Linked DNA regions of Bombyx mori: region 2 is linked to region 1. Evidence: chromatin contacts called from public Hi-C data. All regions are on one chromosome and are shown on one strand. The core of a region is the stretch at or near the end of the contact, and the rest is flanking DNA. Distances in the headings are between cores, read along the strand shown. Region 1 has its middle 29 kb from the start of LOC134198893. Region 2 holds the start of LOC101737970 (mid1-interacting protein 1A).

Evidence for each region. Hi-C and Micro-C count contacts between places; a contact is called where the count stands out from the background.
Region 2: a contact with region 1 is called in a Hi-C map of midgut, with 2.0 times the contacts expected there. The contact joins the promoter of LOC101737970 here to the enhancer-like site in region 1. A contact is called at or near these places in 4 of 7 Hi-C or Micro-C datasets (midgut and whole pupa).

The regions. Positions count from the first base shown.
Region 1 is chr5:5,720,706-5,725,598 of ASM3026992v2, reverse strand. No RefSeq gene overlaps it. Among protein-coding and RNA genes, the nearest start is that of LOC134198893, 29 kb to the left of the region's middle. Within about 2 kb of position 2,153, at least 7 of the 8 cell types and tissues checked have open chromatin away from gene starts, as enhancers often do.
Region 2 is chr5:5,754,443-5,759,335 of ASM3026992v2, reverse strand. It overlaps LOC101737970 (mid1-interacting protein 1A), which reads left to right and starts at 1,887. Exons shown (of 2, transcript XM_004932299.5): 1 at 1,887-2,858; 2 at 4,052-4,690. The coding sequence starts at 2,815. The coding sequence ends at 4,514. It overlaps LOC134198893 (a long non-coding RNA gene), which reads right to left. Exons shown (of 2, transcript XR_009973165.1): 2 at 3,861-4,893.

The DNA of each region.
Region 1 (4,893 bases), core at 904-3,403:
AATAATAATAAACAACAGACTGAATCCCACTTGATTGGCAGCAGTGAACTGAATAAGCTCATAGACAGCATGTTTAATAAATTTCAAACCATCATGACTAACATGATAGACAGCATGATGAATCGGATGATTCAATTAATATCCCGCCTAGTGCCCAAATGATCAATAATCTACGTGTAGTTACTTGGAATGCCAATGGGTTGTCAGACAGATGCCTAGAATTAGAAATCTTCCTAAGGACAGAAAAAATAGATGTAGCACTTATTTCTGAAACGAGATTTACTCATAGAACTCACATTAGAATAAAAGATTATTTTGTTCATTCTACAAATCACCCCTCTGGCAACTCCCACGGTGGAACAGCAGTTATAATAAAAAAAAACATTAAACACCACCTGCTAGAAGAATACAGTACTGAAAAAATACAGGCTACATCTATCAGAATACAAGACAAAAACACTGAAACAACTCTATCTGCTATATACTGTCCTCCAAGACACAATATTAATGCTGATGACTTCAAGGATTACTTCTTAAGTTTGGGGAGTAGATTTGTCTGTGGCGGCGATTGGAACGCTAAGCACACTTACTGGGGCTCAAGGTTGACTCTACCACGAGGCAGGCAGCTATTCCAGACGACTATAGAACTTTCTTTATACTGCTTGTCTCAAGGTGAGCCAACCTACTGGCCGACTGATCGAAAGAAAACGCCGGATTTACTTGACTTCTTTATCACCAAGAATGTGCCCCAAACACAGCTGAGCGTCAAATCTTGTACTGATCTATCCTCCGATCACACTCCAGTGATTCTTAATATAAACTCTACTATCTTGTTAAATGAATATCCACCTAAACCATATAACAAGAATACCAATTGGGAAACCTACCAAGAGTACATCAACAATAATCTGAATTTAAACATCTCTTTGAAATCCACTGGAGATGTTGAGAATGCTGTAGAAAATCTAAATCAACTTATTCACGAGGCACTAGGCAGATCTACGCCGCTAAGAAAATTCCCATCTGTGGTTTTGCACCATTACCCCAAACATATCAAGGATATGGTGTCTAGGAGGCGGAATCTGCGCAGAATATGGCATAACACTGGCTATCCTGCTGATAAGAGAGCTTTTAATAATGCTTCTGAGGAATTAAAACACCTAACTAAGGCAATGCAAAAAGACGAGCTACAATCGTTCTTAAGAAATTTAAAGCCTAGTCCAGACACCAACTATTCTCTATGGAAGGCTACTAGGAAAATGAAAAGACCGAAAATGCATGTACCACCTATTAGATTACCTACTGGAAGCTGGGACAAACCATATTTAAATCTATTCTGAATTTGACCACAGACAATAAGCGTTATGAAAAGTTTGACAATAAACAAATAGTATGCAGTTATGCACGCGTGTGTGTGTGTCTAATACATGGTTGGTAGTGTGGGTAATGTTATTTTTATTGATTTACTGTATTTTTTATGCACAATAAAAAAAAATAACATTCTGCACTGCATCTCTATATTCTCTATAAGTGTGGGAAATTTCATACTCCTCCGTTCGCGCAATTTTCGTAAAAAGAGTTACAAAGTTTTTGATTCACGTAATAATTTATAGATGCACAGTCACATTCGCACATACACGAACGCAACGCAGTCATTCATTGGCTGAATCAGCTCACGCCACGACCGCGCCCGTGTGTTGCACGCCGATGATCTCGCGCGATCAACTCACTTGACAGGCGGTTCAATGGAGGTTTCTAGAAAAAATTTAGGTTAAGTTCGTTACGAAAATTCAAAAACCTCATATCATCATACTACAGACACGTAAAATTATGTTTAATTGAACACAAATTGAATTTGAATTTATTTGTTGAGTTCAATGTTTTTAAAATACATACGTTGCAGTTAGGTATATAAAAGGTACTTATCAGTTTGTAACTCCAAGACGTTAAAGATTAGTCGGCGCACGTCAGTGATAAAAATGCAGCTGATATTTTTTTGCCCGTTACGTCCTTTGTCGATTGATAATAACGTTGACAATTGTTACTATGTGTATTAATTTTGAAACGGTAAAATTATCTACTAGCAGAACAGATCTCATTAAATCGCAATGAAGTATTTTCCTACTGAACGTTCATACAGTGGGACGAATTGAGACGGAGAAGTCTCGTAAAAGCTGTAACCTGAAGGGTACACGAGGTCGGGGCCCATCTTGTGGTTACTGGAGCCCATGGACATCAACAACATAATTATTGTCATCCACCTTGAGACATGAGTTCTAGGTCTCCATTTCATAGAACAAGGAATGCCCACCTTTCAAAGCGAAAACCATTACTGCTTCAAGGCAGAAATAGGCAGGGTGGTGGTACCTACCCATGCATACTCACAAGAAGTCCTACCGCCACTAACAATTTGCTATATGATTGCTGTATGAATGTCTAAAGCGAATTGTAATATATTATCATCTAACTAGTCTTTTGAGCGTTGTAAAAAAAAAGAATTAGATCAGTGTATTACAACGGTACATTTAAAACAAAATAACGGTCACGTTGTTTTACGGTTCGCGAGACTCAGTAAACGTCTAGCAAAAAATTCAGAACATTATAATCGGAGGAGGATTAGATCTTGGATCATGTATAGGCCGAAAATTCGGTTTGAAGGGTGGGGCATACTGAGACCTTAGAACTTATATCTCAAGTTTGGTGGCGCCATTTACGTCGTAGACGTCTATTGGCTCCGGTAACGACTTAACACCAGGTGGGCTGCGAGCTCGTCCGCTCACCTAAGCAAAAAAAACAATCTTTATTAAAAAAAAATACTATGGAAAATTTGACTTAATAAAATATGAAAATAAAAAGTTGTCTGAATACCCTAAAAACAATAAGCCTTTGACATAAGATTTTACATAAATATATTCGCTGGTTATCATTTAATCAGATCGATCAACGAATAATAAAATCGATATTAATTATTAATTCTTGACCTAGACATTTGATAAGGAAATGCTTGCCGCCCGGATATTGTTATCATCTAGGAAATGATGAACTTAAACGGGGCATAAAACAGGTTAATTTATAATTAGCAACAGAAACAAGTTCGGTCTCTTTTAAAAAAAAAGGAAGGACTTGACCGAAAATAATTTTTCGATTAAATCAATTAAATTATGATCTATGGTTCTCGCGCGTGCCGTTAGTTTCTTAGCATAAAAGGTCATTGTCAAGGTCAAGGATTACTCCATTGTAGAAATAAGCAGGACGTTGATATGAAATTTATCGAAAAGTATATCGAATGTATTATCACCAGATATAATTTATATTTTATTTTTCACTAGCTCTTGCCTTCGACTTTGGATTTGACGGCACAATATATAGAAATCATAGCAATGTATAATATTAAAAATGTAAATCTTTGTATATTAGAATGCTTAATACCTACTCATAGAGGCAAAAATTTAATCGAATTTAGATGAAATTTCCCAAAAATATGTTTTCGTATAACCTCGATAGGCACGCAGGATACTTTTCATTACGACAAATGACATGTTTCGGACAACGGCGGGTAGGTATATCTGCTGTAATAAACACGATAGCGTGTACGCTGATTACTCGGCGGCTAATTATAATTCATTGACAACTACTATTGTGTCATAGACTTACTAAAATACCGTATAAATTTTGACGTGACAACGTCTTATAATTCGATGGAGACGGGTGCACACACGAAAAAACATGACTCATGCGGCGTTACCTCGCTCTGAGGCGCTCCATTTAAGGCTTGAAGTGCAAGCGAGAGCGCGCAACGAGCGACAATGAGGCACAATCGGCCTCCGCGTTCGGCAGCGTTCGACATCTGTCTCTCTCCTACTTGAGTGAGCGATACATCCGCGTGGAAGCTGATAGCAGCTTGTATAGACAATAATACATTAATTACATGTTTTCGTCAAGTATGAAGTTCAGTGAAAAGTGAATGTGGTGTAGTTGAATTGTATTTATGCGTACAAATAAATGTAACTTGATCAATTCAATCGTGATTTCCATTTACCTCCTTCTCTATATCCGTACAAAATATCTATCAAACAAATAAAATTATTATTATTTTCTGAAAAATGAAACCATTCCATCAGTATTTTCTTATGACGTTGTCACGTTCAACTATCTCAGTAAACCGACTTTACAGACAACCGATTTTTTTATCATTAAGGTTTTCTGCTCCATCTATTATTACACTACTAGTCAAGCTAGTTTAGATTGTTAATTTTTGCATTTACATATTATTGTAGCCAAAGTGCAATGAGATGGTATGTGGTAAAAATAATGGAAACTTGCTGTGGATCAACGCAGCGGTTTCAAGTAATGTGGAACTCTTCTCCGGTGACTGAAGGTACAATGGTAAAATGAGACGAAGGGATCCTGCCTTTTCCCCCTACCTATTTTCTAGTAGACTAACGGGCTATTCCATCTACACTGTGACTGGTAGGCGAACTCACGGGACTTAACCTGAAAATGGGCTAACTGGCCCTACCAAGAGCAGTGCTTTACATGGCCTACCACCGAATCAGAATCGCGTCCTCTCAAAAAACGTTCACAGAACTCTCAACACAGAAGTTCTAAGTCCTTGTCCTTGTCTTGTCCTTGATATCGGTTTTCCGCCAGCAAACATTAAAGAACTACATTAGAACTACAAAATAATTGAAGCCTTACAATTTATTAGTTATATAACAGCTGAATGGCACGTCAAAGAACGAATTGTTTTTGGAACGCGGCTCCTTATGGGACGATGCGGAGGGGTACCCTAACCGGGACAAAACGTCCGTAACGTAAGATTTTTATTAGTAATGCACACAGTGTACGATTTAACGTACAAAAAATAAAATATTTTTTTATCATTCATTGACC
Region 2 (4,893 bases), core at 638-3,137, 34 kb before region 1:
AGAAGAGCAGCGTTTATATCTAAATCAGTAACAATACTACCAAAAAAATCTCAAACAACTGGTTGTAGAGAAAAGAACAGGGATTGCTACTTTGTGTATAAACTCTTGATTTCTAATGAAGAGAGACCGATTTGCAAAGAGTGTTTTTGCAGAGTACTTGGTGAAACTAAGGGATTTGTAAATGTGGTGGTCGAAAAGAAAAAACATTCTCCTACAGGCATCATAGACAGTGATCAGAGAGGTTGTAAGTCGCCAAAAAATAAAAAATCCCCGGAGGAAATGACGTCTGTCCGAGAACACATTTCCAGTTTCCCGAGATACGAAAGTCACTATTGCAGGAAATCCACTGGCAAGAAATACCTTGCTACCGATTTATCGATTGCAAAAATGTATCGGGAATATAAAAAATCTACTTTAAATCCTGTTTCTTTGAAACTATATGTCAAATGTTACCATGACCTAAATCTTTCATTTCAACAACCCTCAAAAGACACCTGCAATACATGCGATGTCTTCAATGCCAAAATTAAAGTAGCAGACGCCGATAGGAAAATAAATTTGAATGCTGAATTAGCCGAACATCAATCCCGAGCTGAAAAAGCTTACAGTGAAAAAAGGATTGACAAAGATATTGTAAAGAATGACTCTTCGATTAGGGCATTTTCTTTTGATCTTCAACAATGTCTGCGAACGCCTTATTTAAAAACCTCAGTATCTTTTTATAAACGACAGTTTTGGTCCTTTAATTTAACCATCCATGACTTAGGAAGTAATGAAGCTTCATGCTATATGTGGGACGAGACCATAGGATCACGAGGAGCCAATCAAATGGGATCATGTTTGTGGCACTTTTGCAATACATTGCCGTTAAATGTGAAGGAGGTAATTTTTTACTCAGATACTTGTGGTGGCCAAAATAAAAATAACATTGTTGCCATGATGTTTATGTACCTACTAAACAATCACCCTACGCTGCAAGCAATTCACCACAAATTTCTTATAAGTGGACATACTCATATGGAGTGCGACTCTGATCACGCAATAATAGAAAAAACAAAAAAAAGAACACAAATGAAAATTAATCACTTAAATGATTGGGTACAGCTAGTGAGAACATGCAAACTTCAAAATCCCTTTAGAGTTGTAGTAATGACTTTAAGAGACTTCTTAGATTTTTCAGCGTTAAAATCCAAGAAAGGACCGTTTTCTGTATAGAAGAACGATACTTCGGGACAAAAGTTTTTATGGCAACCGATTAAATGGTTGCAATACATTAAGACAAGTTTCGGCACAATTCATCTTAAAGATAATCTTGATCGAGAATCCGCTTTCAACACTGTAAATTTTAAGAAAAGAGGAAGATCGTGTACTGGTGAATCTTTTAGAATGAACCAAATTTCAAAAGACCCATTATCAAACAGTGCCGAAAAGAAAAAAGATTTAATGGATCTTCTGGAGTTAGTTGATGAAGTTTTCCACAATTTCTATAAACAGTTAAAAACAAATGATTGTCACCCTACAGATCCAGATATAGATGAGGACGATCCAGATTTAGAAGATCAAGATGATTGCTAATGGCTAATTTATTATTAGTTTACTGGACTGTGGAGTTGGAGTAGAATTATTTTGTAGGTGCTCTATACTTTTCAAACGTTTTTTTCTCCTTAAAACAATGTTGATTTTGGCTATAAATGTTTTATTTTGTATACAGGGACATATGACAAATATATTTTCCTTATTTTTCTTAATTTTCCTAAATTTTCCTTTTCCGTATATATGACTACTTAATTTTTTCCTACTAAAGTGGTGAATATATTGACAACTCATTGGTGAACAAATTGATAAGTCTAATATTACGAAAAATAAAATAATTTAAGCGTATTTCTTATCATAATTTAATACATTGTATAGCTTTATCCTCAAGTCAAGTGAGATTTGTAAGTAAATTCGATAACACAATTTATCATTATTAGTCAAACTTTAAAATTGCGCCCCTTTAAAATTTACCTTTTGAACATGTCAACATATTCACGCCAGCCACGGAAATTACCTATTTTTTTATTTTACCCAAAATTACAGCATCATTCTGATTAACACTATATTTTTTTGTAAATACTCAATACGCCTGTGTTTTTAGTAGCAGTCTCAATATCAGTATTCGTTTCTAATTTATCCAGTTATTGTATTATAAACAGTAGTAAAAAAACATATTTTTTGTCATAACAATAAATTTAAAACGTTGCATGTAAACAGAAGTATAAACTGTAATACTTTCATAGACTGTTATAAGAATTTTTGAACTTCAACACGTAGAAAAAAATTTGAAAATAGCGCCTTCTAGATGTAGAATACAGTCCAATGAAATATTAAATGTTACTCTTCCAACCAATCGCAATCCTCGAATGTGGTGTGACTTCCACGGGACGCGCCGGGCTGTTATTGATAAAAAGGAGTAATGGTCAATATCATGACATAAGCAGCTGTAGATATTTTACTCCAATATAGCAATGACTTTATTTAATGACAATATTAATTAAATTATCACTGAACCCGTAATATCATTCTACAATACAATGATATTATTCAAAGTTCGCCTCCCCCCGCATCGTATGATCGAGACGTATAAATACATGAGCTCTCCCCTCCGCTAGCAAAACGTCAAGTCACTTCGTTACGTGTGGAGGTTCGCTCATTTGAATCAGTTTGTCGATTGCTTCATTTCGTTAGCAGTGCTCTCAGACACCAATTTTACTGTGATATTATTCATTTCGTGTGTGTTCAGTGATATTTAAAGTTGTTAAATAACACCAGAAGATGTCTTTCAACACAGACATATCGACAAAATTGGAAAACAGCAGGTACGCATAGTGTCCGTTTATATTGCTCCACATCCCGCAGGTCAGGAACCTTCCCGTCTCTCGTGTGGCTCTTCGATGCGTACGTGATATTTGATGCATTTTATTGAGCTGATGATCGTGCCGAAATACACAAATTCATTAAGCTATCAAATTGTCGACGTAAGCGCAATGGTTCCTTTCACATTGACAGTATCTATATAAAATGCCAGTGAAAAAATTATTTCAGTGAATTATTTGACGTGACCAATGGTTCATAAGTGGAATTTCCAAATAATAATAGCACGTTAGGCTCATCGATGATGCTACCCTCATACTGGGCGTGCGCGAACAGTGACTCAGCGGAGGCCGAACATTACATGATTTCATGGAATTATAGTATGATCGGTTAATATACTATATTACCTACTTTTTATTACAATGCCACAGTGAATGCTATATTCAAGGTTTTCTTAACCCGCTAAAGTCTTGAGCAAACTCTGAGTTTATGAATAAAAATCGTGTTGGAATTTTAATAGTTCCTAACGACTTATCTAATATATATGAACATTGTTTCATAATTAACAACGAATCAAGTTCAATTCTGAACTGCTAAAGTGAAGAAATAAATTTCTTAAAACTGAATTGAGATCAAACCATCAATAGTAATACGAATATGTACATAAAAATTATGCATCCTTTTTGGTGATATGACACTGACTAGTTAGTAACTACACATTATGTACTTTAAATAAAACCACTAGAACTATTTAAAGTTTTTTGCAATTATTGTAAGTCTAAAAATGAAATAGTATTTGTCATCTTAACAAGATGAAATCTATTAAGTAAAAATTGTAAAATCTACATAATATTTGTCACCAGTTTGAGGACAATTTATTAATTACATATTTTATCAATAAATAACTTAACAATATTCTAAAACAATATAAAAACCAGATTTACAGCTGTAAGCATACATATCATGGGATAAACTGTTTTATTGAAGATTGGTGCAATTAAAACCAATTTATTATAATACAGAAATTTATTGACATTGAAAACCTCATACATAATGCTAAACCGATTAAAATATTTCCTTGTACGGCTTTCCTATTATATCGTTTATAATTTAGGATTTTCAAGATAACATGCTCTCCTCTATATTATGTGAAATTGTTGTGATTAAGACTAATTGTTTTTTCTTTTCATTGTTACAGGAACACCCTGCGCAAAATCGCCCGTAATGATGGTGCTGAATTTTCAAAACAGAGCATCCTGAATGACATGGAGAAATTTGTCAAAATGGTTAACACCATGGATGAGACGGTCTTAGTACCAAGCCGTCTGATGAATTTGCCACAGGAAGGTGACGATGACCCATTCAGCATGTTCTCCATGCTTAATGATCTGAAGACTGAGTTGCTGTGGTCAGGTGGTGATAGCCAAGAGCAGGTGGAGCGAGGGAGGCGCGTGTCTGACCTCAGCGACACTGAAAGCGATGCTTCTAGTGCAGCGGGTGACTCTGGAATCGAAGGCGAAGATGAACGCGAGTCCGCAGCGAGGGCCGCCGCTGCGTGTCGCCGTCATCTACGTGGTTTGCGCCGTTCTCTCCGCCAACTCACTGTCGCAGCAGCACAACTCACGAGGACCTACCAAGAAGAAGTAGGAGCCCCTGTTTAGACTGTGATGCTTCTCTATTAATTAATCTTTTATTTCCTGTGATTTAAAGCCTGGCCCGCGCGCGATGTACATATAGAATAACAGCCTGCATTGTAAATATAGGATATAAGGGCTGAACGTGTAAGGGATTCTCAGTAAGTTATGAGGTTATTTAATAAATTTAATTTTCTCTATTATTTGGTTTTTTTATTTAATTATCATTCAAAAAGTACTCACTGATTTGAATCAAAACTTGTAGTTCAAAATAATTAAAATCACAATGACAGGATTAATTGCAGTCAACATTCCAATGAAAGTTGCAAGTTAAACTTTATTAGATGAACAAAAATAGGATGATATATATATATCATTAATTTTATTGTTCTAGCAGTATGAATAC